Linked DNA regions of Oryza sativa: region 2 is linked to region 1. A link is a contact called in public HiCAR-type data. All regions are on one chromosome and are shown on one strand. Each heading gives the region's core, a stretch centred on a gene start, on an enhancer-like site or on the middle of the called end of the contact. The rest is flanking DNA. Distances are from core to core; before and after follow the strand shown. Region 1 holds the start of LOC4329476 (GSH-induced LITAF domain protein). Region 2 holds the start of LOC4329483 (formin-like protein 7).

Region 1 (3,903 bases), core at 254-2,753:
TGAAAAAATAAAATGAAATAAAATCCATAGTAGTTCTTTATCAAGTTCTTCATATAAAAATTGAAATTCCGCACATATATCCAATAGACATTACTCATAGAACTTTTACATACTTGTCAATGTGGGCATCAAAGTCACGCAACGTGCGACAAAGTGGCTAGTATATATGACTGCCAATTTCTGTTATTGTGTTTTATTACGATGGTCATGTTATATATTAGCTAAACTAGGTGTTACATGTCCTAAGTGCATGATTAACTCTAGCGCTCGAGACTCTTCATTAGAAGAAGAAAGCTAAATATGTTCGTGTAACTTTTAGCTTCCAGTACAAGCTCTGACATGTTATTTCAACTGACCTAGAAGGGTTCAGAACACAAGGAACTCTTCAAAGTGTTTTCTACCAGATGGAAGAATGCCTTTCTTCTACTCTCTCCGTCCCTAAATATAAGGGATTTTAGTTGGGTGTGACACATCTTAGTACAACGAATCTAGTCAAGCTCTTGTCCAGATTTATTGTACTAGGATGTGTCACATCCAACCAAAATCCCTTATATTTAGGGGCGGAGGGAGTAGTATTTGTAAGTTCATGTTTTCAGATAATGGAATCTTTTATTGAACTCATCCAATTACATCAAGATGATACAAAAGCACTGGTAAGGATTATGTTGTCCAAGCAGACTTAGGCCCTTGATTTGCATCTGTTGTAAACCTTAAAATGGGAGAGTAATTACAAGTTTGTAACTGATATACTATGAACCTATTATATTCTCTTCCTCATATCATCAGATTCATAATTTAACAATAACTCAAATTCTCACCTCCCCTATAGAAACTCAACTTAACAGAAAGCCAATCGTGAATGCGACTTGGATAAGAGCAAACGAATAACAAGAAACAGATGACATGAAAAACATGGGGAACTCCACCAGGGCTTGAGCTTCTCTGGTTTCGACAACCTAGAAAGTATCGATTTCTTCTTCTCCCTTTTCACGGTGCAGATTAGACTACCGAACAATCTAGTACTCGTTGCAGATCAATACACCGAATGCTGGCAATCTCGACCTATCAACCGCTCGAATTCCACATCTATCCCTTCGAATCGCAGGTAAAGGCCACAATAAAAAGACTGCAGGGGGGCGAGTACGGCGGGTTCTCACCGGAGGGAGGAGACGGCCGCGGCGCCGCAGGCCTGGCAGTGGAATGGCGCGGGGGTGTCGCGGAACATGGTCTGCTGCAGGGGCACCCCCTTGGGCGCGCCGGCGTAGATCGCGTTCGGCGGGGGCATCCCCGCCGCGTAGGGGTCCGGCGCGTAGTAGTAACCGCCCTGGGCCCCCGCCGCCGCCGGATGGTACGGGATGCCGATCGCCGGCTCGTCGCCGGCCGGCGCGGGGAACGCCGCCTTGGCCGCCATGGTGGTGGTGGTCGTCGTCGGTGACGGCGGTTGGGTTGGGTTGGGTTGGTTTGAATCTTGACTTGTCTCGCCGCGGCTGTCAGGTTGTGGGCTGGAAGCCTGGAAACGGAGAAGATATTTATATGTGTATGCGTTTGTACAAGGTCTGAAAAAAAAATATTTTCGTTGGAAAATTTTATAGGATTTTATGTGTAATCGTTCGTAATACTCCATAAAACTCTTCTAGAAAATGTAGTTAGTCAAAAACGTAACAAAGCAAATGTTGAAGATAGGAGAAATTACGAGACCTTGTTTATTACCGGCGCATTCCACACAATCGGGCTTTTTTTTTCTAAAAATGCTCGAAATTACTTTAATCCGGGCGACTGGCGCAGGGGAGCCCGATCTGGCGCTCCCCCGCGTGCCCCTCCCCCCTCCACATGCGTGAATGCAGGCCCTAGGTCCCACCGCATCCTCTACTTTCACCTGCCATTGAAAAAAATCCTTTGGATACCTCCTATTAAGGGAATTTGTTTTATTTTTTCCACCAAAAATATTTCATCTAGTGTATTCACAATATTTCACTATGTATAGTTCTAATGTTACAAACTGAAATACTCCATTGCAACCAAAAAAACCCACATATTTTGGAAACCCCCTATTAAGGGATTTCATTTTATTTTTTATTCCACCGAAAAATATTTCACCTAGTGTACTTATAATATTTCACTATGTATGGATCAAATATTATAGTGAACTGAAATATTCTTTCGCTATTTGCTGAAACATTGTTTTTATATAAGGTGAAACAACACCAGATTTAAACGGGTGAAACATTTTCGATCTACTTAGTGAAACAATTCCGATATACCTGGTGAAACATCGTGCAACATTTAAAAAAAATCAATAATAAGCTATTTTTTTTCATCGGAATATATCCATATGTGGCCTTGTTTTGAAGATTTAATTGCAACGAATTTAATGGTGCAATCGGATCATGATTTAGATAAATAATTTAAGAGAAAAATCAGTTTAAAATAGTTTTGCACGTAAAACAGGTGCTAACGTCAGCGTCCGATTTTTCGAAGATTTGGATCGGGCGACCAATCCCTAGTCACCTCCAGAAATGCTACACATCACACGTATAATTTTAGAAGAGAAATCATATGAATTTCTAGCCTTCAATTCGCTTAAGCCATGTCGAGACGGCCACCTTGGCATGGCCAAGAGTCGACCGGCCTGGCCTATTTCACGACAGTCATTCTAATCGACTTTAGATGAAATTCAATGTTTGTAATGTTCATCAAAGATGATATAAGGCCATTTCCAACCCAATAACTAGGATAGTGTCCATAACATTAAATAAACTGCTACCTAAAATGAAAAATGATGTGGCAAATAAATAAATGAGAAAAGATAATGAAACCATGTCTCGCATGAGATATGGTTTCTACACAACATTTAAGACATTATGTGAGATAAGTAACATTAAATTTAAGTATGGAATAGTGGTGTTTGCATTAAAAGAGTAATGTCAGTTTATGAAAACTATGTTAGTGTCTTGTGTTGGAAATAGCCTAAGACATCAAATGAGTCCGCTCACTAAAGGAGTGCTGGTCGTTGGGACCACGTGTCCAGGCTTGGCCCGGCCCATCCTATTTGCCTGGCCGACCTGCGCGCCCTTTTTCCACAATTATATTATCTAGATACGACGATACAGATACGGATACGCCATCTTCCTAATAATAAAGATACGGGGATACGCGTATATATATATAAATAAAAATAAAAAAAATAAATCGTAAACTAGGCAATTAGCAATTTAGCATAGCAGAGCATGCCAACACCAAGTCACCAACCATTAGATTCATCTCACCAAAATACAAATAATATAAGGCTAAACCAGTGCATATGTAAGTGCAAGATTTCAAATAGTACGCAAATCACAAATTAATAGTTCATCAACATGCATAGTTTCACACATCACAACCAGTTCACAGAGACGGTAGATAACATCAACATCATCATAGAGCTAATTCAAATAGAATTGTTTAGGACTTCAAATACAACTCAATAAATCAATTGCTGCTTTCATCCATTGTAACTGAAGTGGCTGAAGCGCCATTATCATCTTGTATATCCAATGCACCAAGATCTTCTAGCACTCTCTCAAGATTTGGCTCATCAAGTGACAGTGTTGGGCCCTCTCTAGGCAGCACCCGACAGTGCTGCGCCCTCTGGAGGCGGTGGCGCTGTGCCCAGCGGATGGCGCCGCTGCTAGGCGATGGCAAACAGCGGAGGCACGGCGGTGGACGGAGGAGGTGCGACGCGGCGGCGGCGGGGAATGGCAGTGGCGGAGGATGGTGGCGGTGCTGTGCTACGACGCAAGGAAGAGAGCGAGCTGAGTTGGGGTTGGGGAAGCAGCGCCGTTGATGTTCTTTGGCTTGCTCAGTGTTCGATGGTTTTGATCGATGATTTTAGGGTTAGAACGTATCGCGACCGTATCGGGAATT
Region 2 (3,904 bases), core at 1,367-3,866, 240 kb after region 1:
ACCAAGTACCAATTGATTAGGAATACTGCCTAGAATTATGTGATTTTTGGATTGTTGGATTGCTTTTTAAGATTCGTGCACACATCCATAATCTTAACCCCTCCGTCCTTACTCTCAGCGCTGCCATCCTATATACTTGAATCCGCCACCATGCTCGAGCACTCAATACTCCACCGTCACCTTCCCAGCTTGCCGCCACTCAGCCTCACCAGCTAGCTGAAAGGTGCCGGCCAACAATGTCGGCGAGGTCTCCCTGACCGGACTTTCCCACCCCCAGTCATCTTCTCCTCCTCAAGCCGACGATAGTGAGGGGCCCTCACCTTGTCATCTTCCCCGTCTTCGATATTGTCCGCCTACCATTATTGGATTCACCACCATCGATCACTGCCTCCTAACTAGTCACTTTGTTTTATGCTGCAGCCACTGCATGAGCGCCCACCCTAGCTAGTCCACCGCTCACTGCCAATCCTAAGCCGCCCATGACCATCCTTCTAATTGTCAGGGAAACCCCCTTCTTCCTCCTCCCCTCACCCCCTCCTAGCCTGACCTTAACCCAGAATAGGACCACTGCCGCCTTATTGTGGATGCCAATCTTGACACGTATTCAATGGTCAAACATTCAATAAAAATCCTCCTAAATTTTTGTTGCATGAAGGTTAGCAATTCCATTTTTTATTTTTCCCGAGTGAAAACAGATTATAGTAGTGTTGGTTGATTTTATTGGATGAGCCCACGAGTCTAATTTAAAGAGATGAGAGAGAAATTAGTTTTTGTGATCGGTTAAAACTGATTTTGAGTATTAATAGGAGATAAGCTCCCGAGCCGTACCAATGATGCTCTAATCTCTCGGCCAAAACCCTAAACCCTAATAGATACCGATCTGTAATTGCACTGGAAGAGGTTAATAACGCTATCTCAATTACCGGCGCTCGATCTAGCGAGAAGAAGAGAAGCAAAGCCGAAGAAGGAGAAAAAGAAAAGAAGAAAAACAAGGAATCAATTTCAATGGCTTCTAGTGTAGGCCAGTAGATTAATTAATTTGTAATTCGAGTAAAGATGATTGTTTATATAGGCTAAAGTAATAAAGTAATAAGCTCCTGTAATTCATAGAACTCCAACGAGTAGCACAGTATATTTTCTCAAAAAATTACAAAATACAGTAGGAAGGGTATATTGAAGCAGCAAAGAAGAACTACAGGCCGCCCACATTCTCCGCCTATGCCCAAAACTTAAACTTAGGTCTGGTTTAGTTCCCAATTTTTTCTTCAAACTTTTAACTTTTTCATCACATTAAACTTTCCTACACACACAAACTTCCAACTTTTCCGTCACATTGTTTCAATTTCAATCAAACTTCTAATTTTAGCGTGAACACACACCTTTAAGCAAACAAACAAATTTAAAACACAAAAATAATTTAAAAAAACGAGGCAGAGGGCGCGCGGCACAAATGAAGAAACGATCGAACCCGCGCGCAGCAACGACGATGACGCACGTGCTATATATTCAACCGTGCAACCACCGGCCGTCCCACTCCGGCGCCGCCGCGTACCCGCATCCCCCGCCGTACATCGTCGCCGCCGTCGGCGGCGGCGGGTAGCAACTCACCGGAATATCAAGGTCTACCTTCGGGTACATCCCGCTTCTGTTGATGACCGGCTCCCTCACTGTCGGTGGCGGGTAGTACACGCCGCACGCCGGCGACGGCGGCGGCGGGAATACCGCGACGGGCTCCACCGGAGGAGTCGACGACGGCGGTGGCGGAGGAGGGTAGCACGTCGAGCCCTTGACAATGGCCGTAGTATGAGGCTTCGCCGGCGGGTAGAGTAGCATGGGGATGAGTTGCTCAGTCGGCGGCCAGTCTATTGCCGGGTACATCGTCGACGACGGCGGCGGCGGAGGGAGAGTGATCGCTCTGGATGCGGCTGAGCGAGGTGGAGTGATGGAGTATTCGTCGCACTCGCTGCCGCTGGTGGTGGTGGTGGTGGTGCTCCTCCGGTCGTCGTCGGCGTCGCTGCTGGGTGATGACGACGACGTGTCGGCGGCGGCGGCGGCGTGGACGGCGTAGGAGAAGGAGATGACGCCGTTGGGGTGCTTCCCGTCGGGCCCGGCGAGCTGGTACGACACGCGCCGCGTCGCGCCGTCCGCCACGAGCTCGGACACCGGCACGGCGGCGGTCGCGGACAGCACGTCCCCGAGCACGGCCACCTCCGACTTGAGCTCGAACCGCAAGAGAACCTCGTCCTTGTTGTCGCTCGACGTCGCCGGCGACGACGAGGAGGAGGAGGGGAGGTAGAGCCGCAGCGGCGCGTCCCACTCCGGGTTCCCGCCGCCGGCGCGGTCCGTGGCGGTCTTGACGCGGTGCGGGCGGCGGCGCCCGCACGACGAAGGCGACGGCGACGGGTGGTGCAGGTAGATGGAGGCGTAGAGGCAGGGCGTGTGGAAGGGGACGGACGACCTGACGCCCCTGCACGAGACCCACGTGATGTCGATGGCCGCCGGCTCCGGCCGCCGCCGCGGCCACCACCGATGATCCATCGATCAATCGCTTCCTCAGCTCCTCCAGTACAACGCGCGCGCACCCAACACGTACGTACGGAGCAGAAGAGGGGAGAACGAGAGGAGAAGATCCAGAACGAGTGAGGTTAAGAAGGGAGAACTCGACCGACCGAGCTGACTGCGAACGATGACGCGGTGGCCGCGCGAGGGAGGGAAGACGACCGGAAGGTGGACGTGTCTACGTGAAGCGATGTGGAGGTGGTGGTTGCTCGCGCGCTCGGCTCTTGACACGGTCAGCATTGAAACCAAAGCTAACCCGACCCAACCCAATCAGCGGGGAGCCACTGCAATTGGGGTTTGGTGCGCGTACGTGTCACGGGGGGATGTAAACCAAAAATTAAAATTTGAGCAAAATTCTGTGAATTTCAAGAGGCTGAGGAACTAGCGATGATCAGTGACAGGTAGCATTTGTGAACCCGGTGACTTTCCTCTCCCGCAGTGTGTGACTGTCAGAAAGTTATACGTGTGTTCCCTACCTCCAGGACCACGGATTCATGAGCCTGCAGGAAAAAAATGGCCATCGATCGATAGAGACAGTGCCGTTCCGCGCAGTATCGTGGAAAAAACTGCACAATGACACGGTCGTGCGATTAATCGTTTACTAGTACTCGAAGAAAAAAAAGATTTTTTTAATACCGTATAGACTATGGACTATACGTGGTGATATACCCATCGCCAACGATTAATTTGGCCAACTAATCGACACACATCGCCGTCTTTCCTCAGTGACTTTACAATTGGAGTAATTAGCTACTGTTCGTTTCTTCGGCGTCAGGAGAGCGGTAGCTGTACCAGTCATTAATAATAGCATATAGGTTTGCATTGACAGGTCAGACAAGTTATATAACTATACGCTCGCTTCATGCCAGCAAATTTCTGCCTTGAAAGGCTACGTCTTTCGCTGTCATTACTGAAGCTTTTCCACGAGATGACATGAAGATATCTCCACAAAAAGAGGCTGCATATAATTTGGGAAGGATGCAGGATTAAAAAAAAAAACAGGGTGAAAGTTGCTTGGGACACCAATGGGAAGAGTGAATTGAATCATTGAAGTTTGTTCTAACATGTGTGGCGTGTTTATACAAGTATTGTAGGCACCTGTTTCGAAGAAATACAACAACCTGGGTATGGACAGTGTTTCAAGGGAAGTTTTATCGAACTATACACTCATGTTACAGCTAAGCTATAGGGGTGGAATAAACAGTTGCCTTCCGGAAGCAACAAAAATTTACTGGCATCCGCTTGGCAACATCCAAGTAAGACATTTGGCTTGTATACCTGTAATTCAAATCATCGTCAACTATAGATTGTCCCAATCGGTCGACCGCAAAGGAATGTACTTTGA

Evidence for each region. HiCAR-type assays count read pairs that join an accessible place to other places.
Region 2: a contact with region 1 is called in a HiCAR-type map of leaf, with 2.5 times the contacts expected there. The contact joins the promoter of LOC4329483 here to the promoter of LOC4329476 in region 1. A contact is called at or near these places in 1 of 15 Hi-C or Micro-C datasets (leaf) and 1 of 4 datasets of contacts at active chromatin or transcription factors (leaf).

What each region holds. Positions count from the first base shown.
Region 1 is chr2:19,063,133-19,067,035 of ASM3414082v1, forward strand. It overlaps LOC4329476 (GSH-induced LITAF domain protein), which reads right to left and starts at 1,504. Exons shown (of 3, transcript XM_015767434.3): 1 at 1,158-1,504. The coding sequence starts at 1,411.
Region 2 is chr2:19,300,599-19,304,502 of ASM3414082v1, forward strand. It overlaps LOC4329483 (formin-like protein 7), which reads right to left and starts at 2,617. Exons shown (of 1, transcript XM_015771611.3): 1 at 1,104-2,617. The coding sequence starts at 2,538. The coding sequence ends at 1,507. It overlaps LOC4329484 (probable magnesium transporter NIPA8), which reads right to left. Exons shown (of 13, transcript XM_066307590.1): 13 at 3,574-3,904. The coding sequence ends at 3,860.